2 separate regions of the Pan troglodytes genome follow, and region 2 is linked to region 1. The links are chromatin contacts, called in public capture Hi-C maps. All regions are on one chromosome and are shown on one strand. The core of a region is the stretch at or near the end of the contact, and the rest is flanking DNA. Distances in the headings are between cores, read along the strand shown. Region 1 has its middle 11 kb from the start of NAIF1. Region 2 overlaps EEIG1 (estrogen-induced osteoclastogenesis regulator 1).

What was found. Capture Hi-C pulls out chosen DNA fragments and counts their contacts.
Region 2: a contact with region 1 is called in a capture Hi-C map of stem cell-derived neural stem cells, with 4 times the contacts expected there. The contact joins two enhancer-like sites. A contact is called at or near these places in 3 of 7 Hi-C or Micro-C datasets (induced pluripotent stem cells and stem cell-derived neural progenitor cells) and 1 of 1 other capture datasets (stem cell-derived neural stem cells).

The regions. Positions count from the first base shown.
Region 1 is chr11:10,397,465-10,401,030 of NHGRI_mPanTro3-v2.0_pri, forward strand. No RefSeq gene overlaps it. Among named protein-coding and RNA genes, the nearest start is that of NAIF1, 11 kb to the left of the region's middle. Within about 2 kb of position 1,942, at least 4 of the 24 cell types and tissues checked have an H3K27ac peak or open chromatin away from gene starts, as enhancers often do. A contact at or near this core is called in stem cell-derived neural stem cells, where this site is marked.
Region 2 is chr11:10,498,563-10,502,128 of NHGRI_mPanTro3-v2.0_pri, forward strand. EEIG1 (estrogen-induced osteoclastogenesis regulator 1) reads left to right here. Exons shown (of 11, transcript XM_016961740.3): 2 at 3,476-3,566. Among named protein-coding and RNA genes, the nearest start is that of DPM2, 18 kb to the right of the region's middle. Within about 2 kb of position 1,804, at least 11 of the 24 cell types and tissues checked have an H3K27ac peak or open chromatin away from gene starts, as enhancers often do. A contact at or near this core is called in stem cell-derived neural stem cells, where this site is marked.

The DNA.
Region 1 (3,566 bases), core at 692-3,191:
GCACAGAAAGCAGAGTGGGAAGGACTTAAGGCTGACTGGGGACATGGGAACCAAGGCCAGTACAGGGAAGAGGCCACCGCCAGGAGGCTGTGGCTGCAATTGCTCTGAAAGAGGCAGGTGCGCAAGTTGGAGACTGCTGAGCTGTCCCCTTACCTTAGTCCATGAAGACAACAGGCTACAGTGAAAGTAACAGTGAAGCCTGTAATTGCTTACTATGCTGGCGTAAGCAAGAGGAGAAAACGCCACTCCCCTTATGTTCCATTTTTTTCCCCACAGGACAGCACCAGGTAAGGGTGAGATGTATTACACAAGGGGGTGTCTTCTCACTGCTGAGGGAATCCTCAGGAAAAAAAGACTCCTGCTGTTTTATGGCCTTGGTGGGGGTCAGAGGGGGACAAGAGGGAGAAGGGCTAGGAGTGGAAAATTACTGATAGTAAAGAGTGTTCAAGATTCCTTTCACTGGCTGGGCTTGTGTAATCCCAGCACTTTGGGAGGCCAAATCAGGAGGATCTCCTGAGCCCAGGAGTTTGAGACCAGCCTGGGCAACATGGCAAAAATCTGTCTCTACCCAGAAAAAAATAATAATAAAAATTTAAAAAAGAGGGAAATACAAAAATTAGGCCAGGCACAGTGGCTCATACCTGGAATCCCAGCACTTTGGGAGGCCAAGGAAGGTGAATCACTTGAGGCCAGGAGTTCGAGACCAGCCTGGCCAACATGGTGAACCCTGTCTCTACTAAAAATACAAAACTTAGCTGGGAGTGGTGGCAGGGGCCTATAATCCCAGCTACTCAGGAGGCTGAGGCAGGAGAATCACTTTAGCCCGGGAGGCAGAGGTTGCAGTGAGCTGAGATCACGCCACTGCACTCCAGCCTGGGCGACAGAGCGAGACTCTGTCTCCAAAAAAAAAAAAAAGGAAAGAAAAGATTCCCCACACTCCACACTCCTGCCAGGAGGTCCTGGCAGAGGCACCTGGGTAAGGCTTCAGTTGAGACCCCCTGATGGGGGCCACCGAATAGAGGCACCTGGGCTGGGTCTGCAGTATGTGCAAGGGCATGACCGGCTGGGGAGCTGACTCCATGACTGCAACTCACTGGTTGTGTCTCAAGTCTGGTGTGGGGAGGGCAGCTGCCCCCTCCTGCCACCCCACTGAGGCCTGCCAGGCTCAGCCTTTGTCATTGCTTCTGGTTGGGACTGAGAGATCGCATGTAGGCTTGTGGCCAGGAGCCAGGCTCCTCACAAGTAAATGTGGGGGCTTCAGAGTCTGCCTGTCTCTAACTTCCTGACTGTGCTCTAGGATGGGATTATTTAATTTCTCTAAAAATCCTTCTCTGATAAGGAGGATGGGTGAAGTTAACAAGCTGTTGCTCACAGAACACAGAACACAGTGGGGGACACACAGCAGGTGCTCAACACCAGTAGCTGCTTGCTTCAGTTGTCTTTGCTGTGTAACAAGCCAACTTGAAACTTAGTGGCTGAAAACAATGATCATTTATTTGCTCATGATTTTGCAATTTGATCAGGTCCCAGAAGGAACAGCTTGTCCTTTTCTCAGTGGCAGCTGGACCTGCCCCACTGGGGCTGGGCCTCTACCCCTAAGACGGCTCACTCACATGCCTTGCTTGGAAATCTCCCTGAACTGCCTTCCTGACCCTTGCAGAAATTCTAGACCAATCAGTCGAGGTTCTCAGAGGGTGCGAAAGAGTGCCTGCTGGGAGGAACCGGCAGGGACAAACCCAGTCTTTTGGTTAGAGATGATGAACTAACTTCAGTATGGAGGTTTACAGAGGGGGATGTGGTTCTCAAAATGGTCTGTCGGGTGGCAGAGCCCTAGAGGCTGTGCCAGAATGTGCTGGTTCCCTGCCCCACCTCTTCCCCTGCCCAGCTCCTGGGTAGCCTCCAGGGCTCTGCTTATTTCCTCAAGAGGTCTTTTTCCAGCTCCCACCGGTCCAGGCTAGCTCTCACTGCTGCCCATGCCCATGGCCCCCTGGACGTCCTATCTCTAACTCTCATGCTACCTGGAGTCGCTCCTTCCCTTCCCTCCCCTCCTCCCTCCCTTCCCTTCTCTTCCCTTCCCCTCCCTTCTTCTCCCTTTCCCTCTCCTCCCCTCCCCTCCCCTCCCCCCTCCCCTCCCCTCCCCTCCCCTCCCCTCCCCTCCCCCCTCCCCTCCCCTCCCCTCCCTTCCCCCCTCCCCTCCCCTTCCCCCTCCCCTCCCCTCCCTTCCCCCCTCCCCTCCCCTTCCCCCTCCCCTCCCCTCCCTTCCCCCCTCCCCTCCCCTCCCCTCCCTTCCCCCCTCCCCTCCCCTCCCCTTCCTCTCTCTCCCTCTCTCTCTTTCTTTTTAGAGACAGAGTCTCACTCTGTCGCCCGGGCTGGAGTGCAGTGGTGCGATCTTGGCTCACTGCAACCTCCACCTCAGCAATTCCTTCAAGCGATTCTCCTGCCTCAATTTCCCGAGTAGCTGGGATTACAGGCATGCACCACCATGCACAGCTAATTTTGTATTTTTAGTAGAGACGGGGTTTCTCCATGTTGGTCAGGCTGATCTTGAACTCCCGACCTCAGGTGATCCGCCCACCTCAGCCTCCTAAAGTGCTGGGATTACAGACATGAGCCACCGCGCCTGGCCTATTTATTTTTTTAGACAAAGTCTTGCTCTGTCACCCAGGCTGGAGTGCAGTGGCGCGATCTTGGCTCACTGCAAGATTCGCCTTCCAGGTTCAAGCGATTCTCCTGCCTTAGCCTCCTGAGTAGCTGGAATTACAGGCGCCCGCCACCATGCCTGGCTAATCTTTGTATTTTTAGTAGAGACGGGGTTTCACCATGTTGGCCAGGCTGGTCTCGAACTCCTGACCTCAAGTGATCCACCCGCCTTGGCCTCCTAAAGTGTTGGGATTACAGGTGTGAGCCACCGTCCCCGGCTGAGTTGCTTGTTTTCCTCACTGGTTGATCTTTGGCTCTGGGACCTTGTCTATCTTGCTCCCTGCTGCAGTGGAACTCTGGGAGAGGCACTTTCATTCCCAGTTACCCAAGCTGGACACTTGGATGCCTTCCTTGGTCCCACCCACTGTCTCTCTTCTCACATCTTGTTCTGAAGATGCTCTTCCTCCCTCCCCCACTCCCACGTTCTCTCTCACCCATGATACCCACAGCAGACTCCTTACTGGCCTCCTGCCTCCAGGCCCTGCTGAGGAGGGTCTTCAGAAGCAAATCTACCCATGCTGCAGCCTGTTCCATCCTTCAATTACGTCCCTTAACTCCCCGGATAAAGTATCAGCTCCTTAATGTGACCTATTGCCACTTCCCTCCTTATACTCTGCATTCCAGTCGCATCAAGAAAGTTTACTTCCTTAAAAATATTGGGCTCTTCAAGATCATGCCACTGCATTCCAGCCTGGGTGACAGAGGAAGACTCCATCTCAAAAAAAAAAAAAAAAAAAAAAAGGCTCTTTTCCTTTGTTTGGTTGTTTTTTGTTTTTGTTTTTTTGTTTTTTTTGAAACAGGGTCTTGCTCTGTTGCCCAGGCTTGAGCGCAGTATGGCAATCTCGGCTCACTGCAACTTCTGCCTC
Region 2 (3,566 bases), core at 554-3,053, 100 kb after region 1:
TTTTGATGCTATTGTATGTGGAATTGCTTTCTTCTTTTCACTGTGTTTGCCAATATATAGAAATAATTGATTTTTGTATATTGATCTTGTATCCTGCAACTTTTCTGAACTCATGCATTTTTATTTTTATTTTTATTTTGTTCTTTGTTTGTTTTGAGACAAGGTCTCACTCTGTTGCCCAGGCTGGAGTACAGTGGTTTGATCTTGGCTCACTGCAACTTCGGCCTCCTGGGTTGAAGAGATTCTCCCATCTAAACCTCCCGAGTAGCTGGAACTATAGCTACCTGACCTCAAGTGATCCATGCCCGCCTCGGCCTCCCAAAGTGCTAGGATTACATACATGAGCCACCACACCTGTAATCATGTATGAGGCCAGGCATTGTGGCCCATGCCTGTAATCCAGCACTTTGGGACGCCATGGCAGATGGATCACTTGAGGCCAGGAGTTCGAGACCAGCCTGGCCAACATGGCAAAACCTCATCTTTACTAAAAACACAAAAATTAGCCAGGTGTTGTGGTACATGCCTGTAATCCCAGCTACTTAGGAGGCTGAGGCACAAGAATCACTTGAACCCAGCAGGTGGAGGTTGCGGTGAGCCGAGATCGTGCCACTGCACTCCAGCCTGGGCCATAGAGTGAGACTCTGTCTCAAATAATAATAATAATAATAATGGCCAGGTGTGGTGGCTCACGCCTGTAATCCCAGCACTTTGGGAGGCCAAGGGGGGCAGATCACCTGAGGTCAGGAGTTCAAGACCAGCCCGGCCAACACAGTGAAACCCCGTCTCTACCAAAAATAGAAAAATTAGTCGAGCTTGGTGGTGGGCACCTGTAATCCCAGCCACTCAGGAGGCTGAGGCAGGAGAATTGCTTGAACCCGGGAGGCAGAGGTTGCAGTGAGCTGAGTTTATGCCCTTGCACTCCAGCCTGGGCAACGAGAGCGAAACTCCATCTCAAAAAAATAAATAAATAAAACAAAATAGTTTTTTAGTGGATTCCTTAAGGGTTCTCTGTATGAAAGACCAAGTCATCTGTTAATATAGTTTGAGTTCTTCCTTTCCACTACTAGGTATTTTTCTTATTTATTTGGTCTTCTTCTTTCTCCTCCCACCAGAATGTAAGCTGGTTACTGCCGTGGTTCGAGTGCCTAGAACAGGGCCTGGTACACACTGGTGCTCAGTTGTTTGATGATAAATGAATCATCATCAAGAATGAATGAATAAGTGGAGCCAGCATGACTAGGCTCAGGTGATGCCCCCAGCCTAGGGCCCCCACTCCTGTGGCACCTGCCTATAGGGATTAGATCTGTCCCGTCCTCCCGTCTTCAGCCCTGACCTTTCTGCTTGTCCCCAGTCTTGGTTGCAGAGGGTTGTTGGAGCTCACCCTCCTAACAAGCTAGGTGCATTCTGGTGACATCACAGAGCCTTCACCGGGCCAGGCACTTTGCAGGATTCATTTCACTCAGTGCTCCCACAACAGCGGCCACGACAGGGGCGGTGTGCCCTAGTGAGTGTGCAGGGTGTGGCCCAGGTCTGCCTGCCCTCTTGACCCTTGTCACCGCCTTGGCAGGAGCACAGGGTAAGCCTTGGTCACATCCTCAGAGTCTTGTGGAGCCTGGAGGGGGCTCCTCATAGAAAGTGAGGCTTAGGGGCTTTCATTGGCTAAGGAAACGGGACTCCCTCATTCATGCTGTTTTCTCTCTTTGGAACTGTCTCCTCCACCTGGCTACTCCCCAGGCTCATTCTATCCTGAGCTTGAATGTCACCTTCCCTGATTCATCTGTTCCCCCGCCCTCTCCTGGTGACACTGAGTCATCACTGGGTAAATACAGTCTGCAGTGGCTCATCCCAGCACCTGCTTGGCACTCAGAGACCTGGGCGGTGCCTCGGGGCAGAGCAGGGTACTACAGGCCCCACAACACCACAGGTTCTCCTCGCCAGGCTTTCCCGGGCTCCTGAGCCAAAGTGGCGACTGAGAGCCCTGACTCTGAAGTCATACAGTCCTGGGTTTAAATCCTGCTTTGCCAATCACTGGGGATATGAGCTCGAGTGGCGGGTAGGGTGGCCTTCTTTTGGAGTTTCAGTGCCCTCAGCAGTAGAAGGGGTGGCATAGAGCCCACCTTGCAAGGCTGCCATGCAAAGCAAACCTGGCGATGCTCAGGGGAGGCTTGGCTGCGGCCCTCTCCGACCCTCTGCCCCGAGGCCTCGATCTGGCAGTTAACCCACTCTCCTCGGGTCACTTCCTTAGCTGTCCCCTTGGCGGTTGTGCTTAGGTGGGATGAGCTGGAGATAACGTCTCTCACACTGTCTCCTCCCTTCCCTGGCCGCCCCTTCCTGAGCACGGGCTCTGCCAGGCAGGCTGTATGGAGATGGGGAGCTGCTCGGGGATGCGGAGCTCGGTTCTGCCACGTGCCGCTGCCACCCCCAGATCCTGCCAAGGCCCCCGCAGCAGTTGGGAGGGGCTTGGATGAGCTGCTGCCACTGGCTCCCACTCACTCCCAGGGCACAAAGCATCTCTCCAGTAAAGGGGTGCTGAATTTTTCAGCATGGTCATGCTCTCCAACTCAGGAGGAACCGGGGGGCTAGAAGACCAGAGCCCTCTGCTTAGTGTTGGTGAAGCTGAAGCCCCCAGGTCGCTGTCTCCGCACCCAGAGTCCAACTGCTTGGGTTAATCCCCATTCTGCTCTTACCTGTGGTGGGCCTCAGGTGAGGGTCTTAGCCTCCGGGCCCCCGGTTTCTTTGACTGGGGATTGAGCTGATGATGTGGCTGCTCCATACAGAGGTTGGAAAGGTTTGGCATGACCACCTTTCTCTGGCACTTGGAGCAGGCTCCAGGGCCTGCTGGCTCTTGTGAAGTTCTTTGAACAGTGCCTGGCACATGGGAAGCACTGTGTGGGTATCAGCTGTTGTTACTATTGCCATTGTTGTTATTAGTGATGAAGAAGGCAGCTCTGGAGTCAGGAGGAACCAGGCTTCGGGCCCAGCTCAGCTATCTACTGGCTGGGAGGTGTGGGGCAGCTTGCCTAGCCTCGGTCTCTTCATCTTTGAAATGGGCTGAGTAGTCCAGCCTAAGACTATTGTGAGGGTCATGAGGCAGTTGGCAGAGCCTGGCTTTGGAGGAGGTAATGGCAGTGCAGGGAACTGCCCAAGGTCTAAGAGCAAGGTGGCGGGAGCAGCACTGGGTACAGAGGGAGGCTCTGCAGGTTGCCAGGCTTCCTGGGGAGGGACAGCTGCCCTAGCTCACCTCACCCCTGCCTTGTGTTTGTCTCATTTTTATTACGTTTTCACTGTTGTTTTTACAACAACTACACGAGTACATTCTTGTGGTGAAAACACAGCTATTTTGTGACACAGAGTGAAAGTGGAGCTTCCCACCGCCTCAGTCCCAATGGGGAGTGCCATGTCCCTGGTACCACATGGAGTCCCCTGGCGCGGATGTGTGTGCCTGTGCTCACCTGTCGCCTCTGGCCCACAGGGAGGAGGTACAGGAGAACTGCGTGCGGTGGCGAAAGAGGTTCACCTTCGTGTGTAAGATGAGTGCTAACCCGGCCACCGGCCTGCTGGAC